Regions from separate parts of the Mus musculus genome. Here all the other regions are linked to region 1. The links are chromatin contacts, called in public ChIA-PET maps. All regions are on one chromosome and are shown on one strand. Each heading gives the region's core, a stretch centred on a gene start, on an enhancer-like site or on the middle of the called end of the contact. The rest is flanking DNA. Distances are from core to core; before and after follow the strand shown.

What was found. ChIA-PET counts read pairs in DNA pulled down with a chosen protein or histone mark.
Region 2: an RNA polymerase II ChIA-PET map of effector CD8 T cells shows a contact between it and region 1, with 67 read pairs. The contact joins the enhancer-like site here to the promoter of Sp100 in region 1. A contact is called at or near these places in 1 of 15 datasets of contacts at CTCF or cohesin (CD8 T cells), 1 of 484 Hi-C or Micro-C datasets (bone marrow-derived macrophages), 6 of 115 datasets of contacts at active chromatin or transcription factors (the 230-238 cell line, CD8 T cells, the HPC-7 cell line and 3 more) and 3 of 9 other capture datasets (adipose tissue, liver and pancreatic islet).
Region 3: a contact with region 1 is called in an RNA polymerase II ChIA-PET map of memory CD8 T cells, with 44 read pairs. The contact joins the promoter of Sp110 here to the promoter of Sp100 in region 1. A contact is called at or near these places in 3 of 115 datasets of contacts at active chromatin or transcription factors (CD8 T cells, heart atrium and memory CD8 T cells) and 1 of 9 other capture datasets (liver).

What each region holds. Positions count from the first base shown.
Region 1 is chr1:85,647,494-85,652,031 of GRCm38.p6, forward strand. It overlaps Sp100 (nuclear antigen Sp100), which reads left to right and starts at 2,521. Exons shown (of 22, transcript NM_001372231.1): 1 at 2,521-2,634. The coding sequence starts at 2,609.
Region 2 is chr1:85,685,603-85,690,379 of GRCm38.p6, forward strand. The region is part of intron 11 of Sp100 (nuclear antigen Sp100); the gene reads left to right. Among named protein-coding and RNA genes, the nearest start is that of Sp100, 38 kb to the left of the region's middle. Within about 2 kb of position 1,624, at least 76 of the 459 cell types and tissues checked have an H3K27ac peak or open chromatin away from gene starts, as enhancers often do. A contact at or near this core is called in the 230-238 cell line, CD8 T cells, the HPC-7 cell line and 3 more, where this site is marked.
Region 3 is chr1:85,596,244-85,600,415 of GRCm38.p6, forward strand. It overlaps Sp110 (Sp110 nuclear body protein), which reads right to left and starts at 2,567. Exons shown (of 12, transcript NM_030194.1): 1 at 2,386-2,567. It also overlaps a transcript of Sp140 not described here.

The sequences.
Region 1 (4,538 bases), core at 1,271-3,770:
AAAGAAGCTTGTCTTAACTGTTGGTGAAGAAGCTCCTGCCTACAAACTGTTACTCAGGCAGTGACTTTGGAAGCAAAAACCCCAAACAACCTGAGGTTTCTACAAAAGGAAGAACTCAGACAGGATTTGGGAGAGATGTCAAAAGTTGGGAGGCAGCTAGCCCAGAATTAACTTCCTGCTTCCCTTTGTTTGAACTTGGGAGCAAACACCGCCCTGATTAGGGCAGGAAAAAAACAAAACAAAACCTTTGGCAGGAGGCTTTGTGGTGAGTATAGTTATGAAAAAACAAAAAAACAAAACACAAAACAACCAGGGTCTGGAGAGTGAAGAGCAGATCTCCAAAAAATGAAAGTCCAGGGCTTGTCTAATGCCCTCTGAACTGAAAGCTGAGCGTTGCCTTTCATAAACAGATTGCTTGCAATCTGAGCCATTACAATCATGTGTCCCCTCTGCTGCAACAAAAGCCTAAATTCTGGCCTAAGCAAGAGTTGGTCGGTAGCTGCCACTCCTATCACTCTTGTACAAGAATGGGCTCTCAGAACCTAAGAATACTTTTACTTTGCCAAGTGCCTTCCAAACCATGTGTCCCATGATGTTTCTGTAAGTATCTTCAGTCTTTCATCTGACATGCAACCTCTTCCAGGATGGCCTGAAAACTGAAGTTTCCCCTCCTGAAACCTTTATTCTACCTTGTTTTGAAGCCATGTTGTGTGGTTTTCCAAAGCATGACAGCCAAAGTTATGCTTTAAATTTAATTACTGTGTCAAAGAGATCTGTGAAACAAGAATGCCTCTGTGAAACAAGACACATGTTTTCACTTCCCTACACAGATTTGTTTGCCCCAACTACATAGGATGTGCTTGGTCACATGTAGGCAGGAGGTACGTATGTGGGAAACATGTCAACATGTATGCTTGCCTGATTGGATGCAGGCAGGAATTATATCAGGAAGCATAATTCCCCCTGATTGGACACAAAGGGAAATATGGTGGCCTTATGGGGCTACTCATTTAAGCTTCTGTGAAATTTGCCATTCTTTTGTGCATCCAGGAATAGACCTGGCCAGAGTTCATCCTGACAGTATCAAAGCTTGCTTCCAATTTGATTCAAAGTTATGATAGCCATCTTATTCTCACCCAGGTAGAGTAACACAAGGCCAGAATGTTCTAGATTTCTGTATGAACAATTCTGCCAATATTATAGCTGGAAACTGAGATGCGGGGTATTCAGGGAAGGGGGGACCCTTTAATAGCATTCTTCCAGAGCTGCTTTGGGGTAAGTAGGTGTAGCAATGTTCTGTTCCCTGTGCACCTCATCTCCCAAGAGTTACACTTTACTGTGGAGCTGGGCTTTCAGGTCTCAGGAGTTCCAGTCAGACACTGGATAGTATAGTGATAGTTCAGCTCTCCCTGTGTGCACTCCTCTGGGTCTCCAAGAAGGAACTGAACCAGCAACATATAGACATTGGATTCCCATGCACACATTAGCTTTGAGGTGCTTCTGCAAAGTCTTGTTACTTAGAGTCCTGTAAAATCATCCCAAAGTTTCTTATTCTAGATCGAAGTAGAAATGGAGACATGGCTAAAATGTGGGGCACTAAAAGACCCCAAAGGCTAACCTCAGGCATGGCCTCACATTACTCTTGTGAGTCATACCCACCCCAGCTTCATACCAGCCTATCCCTGTGTATGTGAACTAAAGGATGAGAAAGAGGCAAGCAGACTCTCTGCTGGGAGACCTGTCAGGGTAGAGGCTCACCTCAGGTCCCCAAGTCCCTCAGAGAAAGTGCTCCCAGAAGGAGGAACAGAGAGAACTTGATATATCCTAATGATCCATGAGGGGCCTCCTAGAAAGACTCACTGGAGGTGACAGCTCATCACTACTTATCATATCTGCACCTCAGAAGGGAGGACCACATCTTTGTCTTCATGCCCTGGTGGCCACTGCTGCAGCTTCCTCCTGCCTTTGACTTCTAGGCTGGGATGACAAGTCTTCAGAGACCCAAGTCTTGCTCTGACCCAATGTCTATGGAGTTGGGGGATGTCCTCAATCCTGGGTCTGAGAAATCTTGTCCTGGCCACATTCCTGGGTCTCCTGCTGGCCTGAGAGATACCTTGCAAGTGTTTGACCTTCCTTCCCTGCTGTCTCCTTACCCAAGTCACTTCAGCCAGGGACATGGCAACCAACCCTGGGGGGATCCCTGCTCCCCTCCTAGACACAGGAGCAAGAGAGTACAGTTTGAGTTTCTGTGGAGGGGTTTTAATTGTTTTGTTTTGTTTGTTTGTCCCATCTTTCCATAAAGAAGGCACTCTCAGGAACTGGCTCAGCTTGTCCTGGTGTACCCTTCTGCAATCCTCTAGGTCCCCTTTCTCCTCCCTGCTACAACATTCCAAAAATGATGGATGGGACAGGATCTCACAGCAGCACCCTTGAGATTAGAGAATTACTTTCGTTTTTCTTTTCCCCATCAGGGCGGAGCCCTCTCTGGTTTCTTAGTGCTTGGGCTCACTTCCTGCTCTCAGATGTGGCCCAAGGCAAACACACAGAAGCCTGTGCAGATACCAAGGGATCAGAGCTCACTGTCCCAGGCCCCAGGCAGCTGTGGAAGATGGAAGGGAGCGACGGCAGCCCCAGGTGAGTCTTTTTCCCTCTGTAACCTTTTCCTCTGACAACACGGTTGATTTTATGTCTTGAATTAGTGACCCAAGCTTCAGTCAGTTCAAACCGCCTGACATGAAGTAGCTTTGGCCTATAATGAGAGGGGATAGATTTGGGGGTGATGAGGTGAAGAGACAGAGAGAGAGAGAGAGAGAGAGAGAGAGAGAGAGAGAGAGAGAGAGAAAGAGAGAGAGGGAGAGACAGACAGACACAGAGAGAGAAAGAGAGAGAACATCAGCATACCTGAACACTTGAGTTTGATATCCGCTGCCGAGAGAGACAAGCTTGCCAGATTGTACACAAGTCATAACTGTCTTTATGACCACTGCTCAGCTGTCAGAGGGAGACTTTGGCCACAGCTGACAGGGACTCCTGTGGCATGGTTCTGTTATTATCTTGTGACCCAAGCGGTCTCAGTCCCTCTGCCTCTCTCTGCATTAGAGCAGGACTCCTGCAGGAAAGTCACCTCAGGGAAGAAGTCCAAATAGCAGACGATGCTGGGTAAACAGTTGGCACCCGCTGCCCTGTTTCTCCTACCTGTCTGGCAGGACTTGTCACCAAGAAAGCTGTGCCCAGGCTCACTCCTGGTTTAAGCTCTCACTGTCAGACCTCGATCCAAGGAAGACAAAAGACAAGAAAGGGCCTTGATTGCAAAGGTCAGGGCAAGCCACATATTTCTATTTCCCTTTAGTTTTCTGTTCTAGGTGGATGTTAGCTCTGGCAGGAAACAGTAGAATTCTGTTTGCTCCAGTAACTCAGATGCGCTACTATGCATAAATAATGTTGGGCAGTGTTTTTGTTAGTACGAAGGACGTAATACATTTTTTTTTTCAGTACTGCAGATGAACCTCGGACTTTGAATATGCCTGATTATATATCTCTATTTATTTTTTAGAACTTTGACTCAAGGTTTTGCTAAGTTACTCACACCAGTGTGGAACTCATTGTATAGGTTAGGCTGACCTTGAACTTGTGAGCCTCTGAGTGACTGAGGTTACAGGCCTAGACCACCAGGACCATTTCATAATAAAATGTGGTTTATAAGCTTTCAAACTTGTGGAAATATAGAAAGGATAAGACCCCTCAGCTGCCCCCATATACTTAGCCCACTCCTTGGGCTCAATCTTCCTTATATTATTTATTTTTTATTTTAAGGCACGGTCTCTTGATCTTTTTTATTATGTTGTCCAGGCTGACCTGAAACTTGCTATGTAAACCTGCCTGGACTTGGACTTACAATAGAGATCCATCTGCCTCTGCCTCCCAAGTACAGGGATTAAAGGTGTACAATACCATACCTGGGTCTTTCTTATTGTCTACAAAATATTTATTGGGTCTCGCGCGTGCGTGCATGCGTGCGTGCGTGTGTGTGTGTGTGTGTGTGTGTGTGTGTGTGTGTGTGTAAGAGAGAGAGAGAAAAGAGTGTGTACACTATTAGGGAATGTGCCTTTGGAGGACAGAAGAGGATGTCAGGTCCCCTGTAGTTGGAGTTATAGATGGCTATGAGCTGACAGACTGGGAGCTGAACTCCAGTCCTTTTGAAGAACAATCTTTGCTCTTAACTGCTGACCTATCTCTCCAGCCCCTTTATCTTTCCAAATGCATTTCATGTATAATTTGTTTTCGTTAATGCATATTTTCATTTTGTAATGGTGTGAGGTGTTTTCAGCCTTAGCCTGTTTTAAAGAGTAGAAGCCTTGGCGAGGTCCTCCGTGTAATGAGGGTACACTTACTTTACTCTTTTTCACAGCTCCCTGCCATTCAGAGCACTTGTATATGAACCAAGAAACGTATCATTCAATGTCATGCTTATTTATGTGTGCACACGTGCAGCAGCTTTGCGTGTGTCATGGAGTCAGGGGGCAAAATAGAGGAGGTGG
Region 2 (4,777 bases), core at 374-2,873, 37 kb after region 1:
GAGGCATGGTCTGTTGGATGGGGGTATAGTTACTAGGAAGCTATGTAATTTTTTCTCAGATCATTTGAGTGCCGAACATTCTGCAGGAACATGCTCAGGGTGTTCCTTGGTCACACCACCTCCAGTCCTCAGTCTATCACTTTCATCATATCTGATAAATCCAAACCTCTTCAATGAACACAGGAAGAGAGTTGGAAGGGATACAGTCTATTAGGGTATGGTGGAGACGTTAACTACAGTGTCTTTGTTTCCCTTGAGGGAACCAAAAAGGACTTAGCTGGGTTCCTTGATGGAGGCAGGGACTACTTGGTAGATGATGTAAGCAGAAAGAATAGGAAAGGCATACCTCTCCGTTGTCTCAGAAACATGCAGGTAAAGTCAGAGACTGACAGGTATGTGGCACAGAATTATCACAGAAAATGGCAAAAGATGATAGTGTGTTCTGTGTGAGAGGAGCTGGCCTTTGGTTGCCATGACAGCAATGACCTGTGAGGTGAAACAATGTATATGATGGAGACAGGGACAAAGACATTAACATACAAATAGCCCCCAAATCAAGATAAGAAAGAAGAAACAACTAGAATAAAGTACAAAACAGAAAGGAAGATTGTGCTGAGTGTTCTTGCAACTTGACACAAGCTGGAGTCATCTGAGAGGAGGGAACATCAATTGAGAAAATGTCTTGTCTTATTAGTGATTGATGGGAGAGGGCCCAACCTATTGTGGGTGGTACCACCCCTGAGTTGGTGGTCCTGGGTTCTATAAAAAAAGCAGGCCTGAGCAAGCTATGGGGAGCAAGCCAGCAAGCAGCATCCCTCCATGGCCTCTGCATCAGCTCCTGACTCCAGGTTTCTGCCCTGCTGGAGTTTCTGTCCCAACTTCCTTCCATGATGAATAGTGATGTGGAAGTATAAGCTGAATAGACCCTTTCCTCCCCAAGTTGTTTTTTTGTCATGGTATTTTATCACAGCAATAATAATCCTAGCTAAGACAGAGATGGAAGTTGAAACAAGGTCACCTCATCAAGAAAAGATCCAGAGACATGAGCATGGAGAAGAATAAAGTATACATAGATGATAAAGGAGCAGCCTGAAAACTGTGGGTCACATAAACTAGAGAACGTGTTAAAAAGGTGATAACAATCTATAAACAAGAGGTGGTATAAACAGGAAAGAGGCGAGAAAAGAGAAACAAGGGAGGCAAAATGAAAGGGCCGCAAAAGCATCTGGGTACAAAGGTGTGGCAGACAGCTGCCCTGGGGTTTCACTATACAGTTCCGAGGCAGCAGAGTAGCCCTGTGCCTTACCCTGATTAATTACCATAAGCTTCACCTGGGTCTCTCATCCACCCTGGGCCTCAGTCACCAGCCACAACCTAGCTGTCCTTAAAAACATAAGTCTGTTTTGTAAACACAGTGCCCGGGGCCTCTGCCCAAGGTCCTGATGTTTTTAGCCTTCTTCACTCCTGATGTCTCCCACAATGACAGAGTCAGTGTTTCTGAAACCAAGCCCATCATCTGGGTCACCACTGTTTCTAGATCTAATTAACTAAATCTGCACGTTTGAGATGATCACAATCATTTAGGAGTGGCAGGTATGAAGTGAAGAACCACAAAAGGGAAATGTATCTCAGAGGTAGAGCCATCCTTTGATATAGACACGTTGAGTGTCACTAATGTTTGGGAGTCTTTGGAGGGGGCAAAATAAAAATTCCTTGCAAAGGGCAGTTAGAAGCAGAACTAGAAGTGGCATGTGTTTGGGTCCCATGCGAGTCCCAAAAGGTATGCTGAAAGGCTAGATTGGAAACTGACAAGCATCTAACAGGGTGGACGAGTCTGCCTCAGGGTCTTAGAATAAAGGTGGCTTATAAATAGCAGGCACTGTGGCATGTGACCGTGGTTCAAAAAGAAAATCAGACTGGCTTAGCAGGAAGTGAGGGCACAGTCTCCCAGCTACAGGATGTTAGAAACCTGAAACCAACCCCCACTTCCTGCTGTAGTCAGTTGTGAGCACTTTGTATCGAGGACCAGGCCCCGTGAGTTCAGATCCCAAGACCAGTGTAAAAAGCTGAAAACCATGGTGCACACTTGCAACCCTAGGGATGGGAGCAGAAACAGCAAGATCCTGTGAGCTCACCAGCTAGTCAGTGCAATTGCAAGCTCCAGGCTCAGCTGAGAGACCTTGTGGCATAAAGTAAATCATATGAAGAGCAAGAGAGGAGGATACCTGAGACAGACACATACACGCATGTACATGCACACACACATACACACATGTACATGCACACACACATTCACACATACAATGCCCCCAGGCTTTCCCAGCAGTAATGCAAATTGCCGTAATACTTGTGACTTTTCTTTATACTTTACAGTTCTCTGACCACTATCTTTACTATACCTTAAAAAAGCAAAAGGAATGTTTTAAAAAATTATAATTTAGGGTTTTTTCAAAATATTATATTTTCATCAGATTTATTCTGCTTTTAAGTGTTCCTTCTAGACTGGTATGTATCTTTCAAGAATATATCATTATATATTAACATAGCATGTAATGACATTATTTGCATAAGTTAGATATATCTATATGTGTTTTCCTTTTCTTGCTTTGTAAAAAAAAAAAGATCACAGCTGGTCAGGGGACACAGTCTACATTTTTACACACTATTTGTTTTAACATAATAGTGCTGACTTATATACTTTTAAATGTGCACTAATTTGTCATAAATAACAGGTTTCTTTATGATCTTTTCATGTATTAATGTACTTTGATCCTATTTGCCCTTAACTGAACCGCCTTAAACCCTGCTTGAGGATCCTGTTAGCATCCGTTGCTTTGATTTTGGCATAGCAGTCATTTCTCACTGCCTGTTGTGTGTTCCTCTCTCCCTGCTCCTCTCTCTCTACTGCCTTGCAGCCGCTCTTCCACGCTGTTAACTCCTGAGCACATGTATCCCTAGGATTTCTGTCTCACTCCTTGGCTTTCTGGTGAGTTATTAATAGAATCTATTGCTATTTTCCCCACAGTGGTTCCTAGGTCTCATATTGAAGTTGTAGCCATTTCCACCTGAAGATTAAAAAAAAAAAAAAAAGATTTAAAAAAATGGTCTATATTTGATTTTAGAGTGCTTGCAAGAAACCTGACCATTTTTTAATGTTTACATCCCTAGTCCCCATGGGATTTGGCTCTTTGTATAAATGGGATACAAGAGTCAAAAAATCATCTAGGTGTGTTGGGGCACACCTTTAATTCCAGAACTTGGGAGTCAGAGTCAAGTGGATCTCTGAGTTCAAGGCCAGCCTGGTCTATGGAGTGACTTCCAGGACAACCAGGGCTACACAGAGAAACCCTGTCTTAAAAACAAATCAATAACAAAAGAATCTGTAAAACCGTTCCCTATGCTACTGCGCAGTGCTGGAGATGCTGCTTGTCTCCCTGTCCATGTCTTGGTCCCCACCCCTCACACCTTTGGCACCTGAGGGAGCGACACAAATGGACAGAGTGGAGGGCTCATAGCTACAACCACCGTGATGACTTGCTGGGAGTGGATTTTAGAATAAATTCAAGAATGTTTCCCCCTATCCATTAGTCCATTGGAATCTCTGATTAGAATTGCATTCATCTTATTAATTAATTAATTGCATTCATCAGATTGATCCAAGAACTCAGTGTTCTCCCATAAAAATATTTTTTCATTATATAATTTCTACACACTTAAAAACTGTATGTTGAATAACTATGTTTCTGTGAATATTTTTCACTGATGACCAGCATAAATTTACGTGAGACAAGATTCTCAAAATCTTTATTTGAAGCCCTTTTATTGCCTACCTTCATGACCTCTCATGAATAACACTACTACTGATTCAGCATAAAATCTTACAAGTGTTTATAGGTTATATCATGACCAGAAATCGTCAAGTAAGATAATCTGTCAGAAATAGAGGTCTCTTTGGAAATTAGCTTCATGAGAAGTACCATTAATTTCTAATTGAAAGATGCTTGCAATGACAAATTTGTCCTGGTGAACAGGGCAAATTGATAAGATTATGAGTAGGAGAGGCCCCCTACTTCACTAGAGAGCAAGAAGTAACCTCCTCACAGAATTTCTCATTTTAACACTTCATCAGATCGGATCTCTACAGTAAGACTTGTGGTGCAGAGAGTACTGTCTCCCACAGCATTCATTGGAGACTTCTCTCTCTCTCTCCTTTCTTCCTTCCTTCCCCCTCTCTCTTTCTCTCTTTCTCTCTCTCTTTCTCTCTTTCTTGTTTGTTGGTTGCTTTCTTTACTTTTTTTTAAGATAGGATTTCTCTGTGTAACAAACAGTCTTAGCTGTCCTGGAGCTTGCTTTGTAAATCAGGCTGGTCTTAAACTCACAGAGATCCACCTGTCTCTGCCACTAGAGTGCTGAGATTAAAGGTGTGTGCCACCACCACCCACCTTTTCATTTAATTCTTTTTATATTTATTTTATCAAACATATGAGATAAACTCTGAAAACAGATATCAAGTTAGGGTGATAGCACAATCCACTCACTCTCAGGAGGCTGAGGCAGGGCAGAAGGGTGCGCCTTATTAAAATCATTGAGATTTTAAGCTTAAGCAGAAACCACATTTGTTTGCTCATCCTTTCCAAACCTGGTTCTCCTAAAGCTCTGTTCTTGCACAGATGAAGCCATGGGTAAGCCCAGGAACTATGGTTGGCACTTATAACAGCATTAGAATGTCATTTGATATGAAAAAACTAACTGGAAACTACAAAAAGCCAGGTGGTGG
Region 3 (4,172 bases), core at 1,317-3,816, 51 kb before region 1:
CTTGCTAAAAGATCCATTGGTAGAGGAGATAAAGGCAGTGCCCAGAAACCACAGAGGCTGAGAAGGACAGACAATAGCATATAACCATCCTGAAAGGGATTTTAAAACATAAAGTGGGTTTTTAAAACATCTCTTCTTCACTGAGTATGTCCTATGTCCAGCTTTTGTTCCAAGGATTTCATAGGTAGTAACTTACTGGAGTTCACAAAGCATTGCAAGGTGGTCACTGTCATCACAACTACCTAACTGTGGTGAGCTCTAATGCAGACAGGGGTGAGGTAAGCGATCCTCATGCTAGATTATACAATCTGGAGGGGGCTGAGTACTAATCGAATCTTGACATTCTAGATGCTGGTTTACAGTTGAGAAAGTGCTTGGCCACAGCCAGAGTGTATGTATAGAGAGAGTTGAATATATATGAGCTGGCTTAGAACAGATCACCTGCAGTGTAGCAGAGCACTATCTCATACCAATGCTCATGAAAAAGAGACCACCCAACATGTAGAGCTAGAAAGCTGGTAATATTTAGACACTGAAAAATCACTCACAACACTTTGACGCAAGCAGACAACACATGAATAAAATCAGGAAGGATATGAAAAATAGGATTGGTCAAAGTCAACGCTTGGTTTTATGACCCCATTTCATTCTTCAGGATGGACCTGGGTCTTCTTATGGAATGTTTCTAAAAATCGACTGCTTCTGGATCATGAGAAAATAACCAGTGAGTTATAACAGAAAACTTCCAGGTGGCAAACTGTTGTAAGAAGGCAGGCCCTAGTAAACCTTTTGATCACAGAGGGGGCGCTTTTGTTGTTGATTGGCAGTAGTGGGGATGGAGTCCAGGACCTGTGCATCTTAGGCAAGTGCCCTATCCCTGAGCTGCATCCCAGCTAGCAACACAGTTCTGTTTATTTGTTTGCTAATCTTAAACACAAAGAAGGCAAAGGTCCCCCTTTCCTCTTTTTTAAAACAGAATATTAAATATTAAAGAGTATTTCCAAAGAGTATTTCCAGGAATTTAATCCCAGCATCACATTGAGTAGACTTGTCTGTCCCTTTCTTCTTCTTTCCCAATCTCTTAAACTTAGCAAAAAAAATGTTGAGGAGAAAACAAAAAGAAGCCGACTTCACAGTAGGACTGTAGAGCAGGGAGATGTGTCACAGATCATCCAGTCCTGAGGGAATCCTGGCAGACTGGGGACAGGTGGGAGGGAAAGCTGTTGAGGCTACTTGTGGGGGAGGGGAGGGGAGGCAGCAAGAACATGTGCTCTGGGTTCTGCTTAGGATGGCAGCAGCACTCAGACCTACGCTGCTGTGGCAACTTTGCCATTTGCCGCCTGCCACAGTTTCCGAAGATGGAAGTCAGATCTACAGAGGTTAAGTACCTGTGCCAAGGACACCAATCTACAGTAGAGTGTGTCTGTCTCTGATATTTTGTTTCTCACTGTGCAAGATATGGTATCTCAAGCCTGAGGAAATGGTGCAAGCCTTTAATGCCAGCACTGGAGGCAAAGGCAGTTGGAGGCCATCCTGATATATATAGTTCCAGGACACTCAGGGCTACACAGAAATTCTGTCTTGAAGAGGGGAAAAAAGATCCTGTGTCTCAGCTGCCTGCATGCAGGTTTTTATTATGTTAAGGGCCTTACAAATAAATTAGGGAAAGACAAACACCCATTAGGAAAGACAAAGCCCCAAACAATCAATAAAATGAGCATCATATACAATGAATGCATAATTAAGCTGGGAAAAGGCAGACAAGTCGAAGGACTTGACAGTGCATAGTACTATCAAAGTGACCAGGAGACAAAACAATAGTCACAGTCCCTGATAGGGTAGAAGTGAAAAGCATTTCAAGTGTTCTGTGACTTATTTGGAATCAGGGTCACCAGCTGTAAAAATTACATTTCCCTTGAATTTTCACGCACAGTAATGTATTTCAGTGAAATGACCATGGACTAAAACCAAAAAAAGCAAACATACAAAAACCATCCATACCCCCGCTAGAGAGAAGTAAGGGCGCCCCTTACTTTCTCTTTCCCAATAGCTCCATAATTAGGCAAGTGTTGGAAGATGATAACGGCACCGCCCACCGTGGACACTTGCGAGGTCCAACCTCGGGAATAGGCACTGGACACTGTCCCCAAAGTCTGTTTCAGAAAAAGAGTTGTGTGTATAAGCCCTCACTGCCCTCCCCTCCCCTCCCCTTCCTCCCTCTTATCCACCTCCACTCCAGGGTCCGAGCCAGGATCCGGAGCCATGCTCGAGTCTCTGGACAAGATTACTTAGCAAAGAGAGAACCTGGGGAGTCTAGGGTACAGCAGACAAAAGCTGACCCCAAGAATCAGGAATCTAGTTGCAGAGCCCAAGAGCAGAACGCACCTGGATGCTGAGGGCTGCCACGGGTTCTCCCGAGTTCTCCCAGGTCACTGCCTGGATTAGTTAAGGGGTTCCTGGATCCTTCCTGGAAAAGCCTGACAGCCCAGTCTGGACCCGAAGTTATGCTGCCTTGGAAGTCCCGCGGGGAGTCAGGCTTCAAGAAAAGAAAAATGAAAGTGATCTCAGCACACTGAGCAGGAAGCCAGCCAGCCACACCAATTCCGCCCTCCACTCCTCCACCCCTGCCTTGTGCGGTTCCCCAGCGTGGTTAGCATTATGGGTTTCAGGGGCACTTGCTGGGAATCCAGATCTGCCTGGAGTGGAGTGAGAGGCAGGGAGGCAAAGGATTAACACTGGAGAACATGGGAAGGGTGTGTCCACTGTCCCCTTCCTAACCTGGGGATCTATTCCCCCAGTGGTCTCATTGTAACCTTTAGGAAGTATTCTCAAACTGCATTGGGGTGAAGGTTATCCTGAAAAAAATTGCTAGAAGTTATTAAATTAACAACAACAACAACAACAACAACAACAACAACCAGAGCTGGCATCTTTGAAATGTCTAGAATTTGTCAGGATCACTATGTGAGAAAATTGAAATAAAACAAAAGGCAACCAAGTGACTCTCGAAAGAGTCTGAGCTAGGGTCTCTGAGTGTTCAACTGAGAAGAGTTCTATGTAACCCCGTCTAATATTTCCCAAATGTATTTGATCCACAAGACACCCCAATTCCCCACCCCCAGGATACCCACGAGGCCTCTGGGACTTTAGATTTGAACCAAGGCTAGCCCACACAGGACAGAGCTTCTCTGTACTTCCTATGGAGACACCGACGGTAGAATTTGCAGCCAAGTACAGTTAGAACAGTAGGCTTGGCCCAGAGTGTCCCAGGGATGGGGACTGAGTGTGTGTGTGTGTGTGTGTGTGTGTGTGTGTGTGTGTGTGTAGAGGCTTGGCCCAGAGTGTCTCAGGGATGGGGACTGAGTGTGCATTAATGCTTGTGTGTGTGTGTGTGTGTGTGTGTGTGTGTGTGTGTGAGAGAGAGAGAGTCTGCACAAGAATCACAAGCATGCTTATGTGTCAGAAAATTACCCTACCCTCGAGAAACCTCTAAAGCAAGAAAAGTTATTACATCAGACAGATATGAATAAGGGCAAAGATTTCATTTGGAGTCACACATACTAGGACTACAGTAATGATGGTAAAACCTCACCTGGTATTTCACACCACGTGAGAGCTCATTAGACTTATACGTTTAACACAGTTTTAAAGATGCATTTACCTAAAGTGATGATTTTGGTGAACTTTACCAAATATAATCATGCCACAGTGATCACACAGGCCAAGTCCTCTGCCCTCCTAAAATCCCCTTGTTCTTGGCAGAAAACCCCCTCTCAGATTCCAGCCCCAGAGAACCACAGATCATCGGTTACACAGCTAAGTTTGACCGGCGCAGAAATGCCATATAAATGAAGACATAAAGTGTACTTTTTTTTTGGTGTATGGCTTTGTTTGCATCCCTGTACTCTTGGGACCTGTTCCTGCAGGTCAGTAATTTGTACCTCTTCAGCAGAGGTCTGAGCCTGGAGCCCTGGACAGGCCCTCGTCCCTAGCCACCTTGTCTCTGCCTCTGTTTTGCCTGTTATTTCCAGGCTTCTGTTGGTTGCTTTTGTTTTATTTGCATCTTTACGCCTGTTTCTTTACCTTTCCACTTCAGGCTGGTTTTCTAACTTACAGAATGAGAATGAGCATTCCAGATAAGAGCAACAGTTGTGCAGAGTAAATGTAAGGCA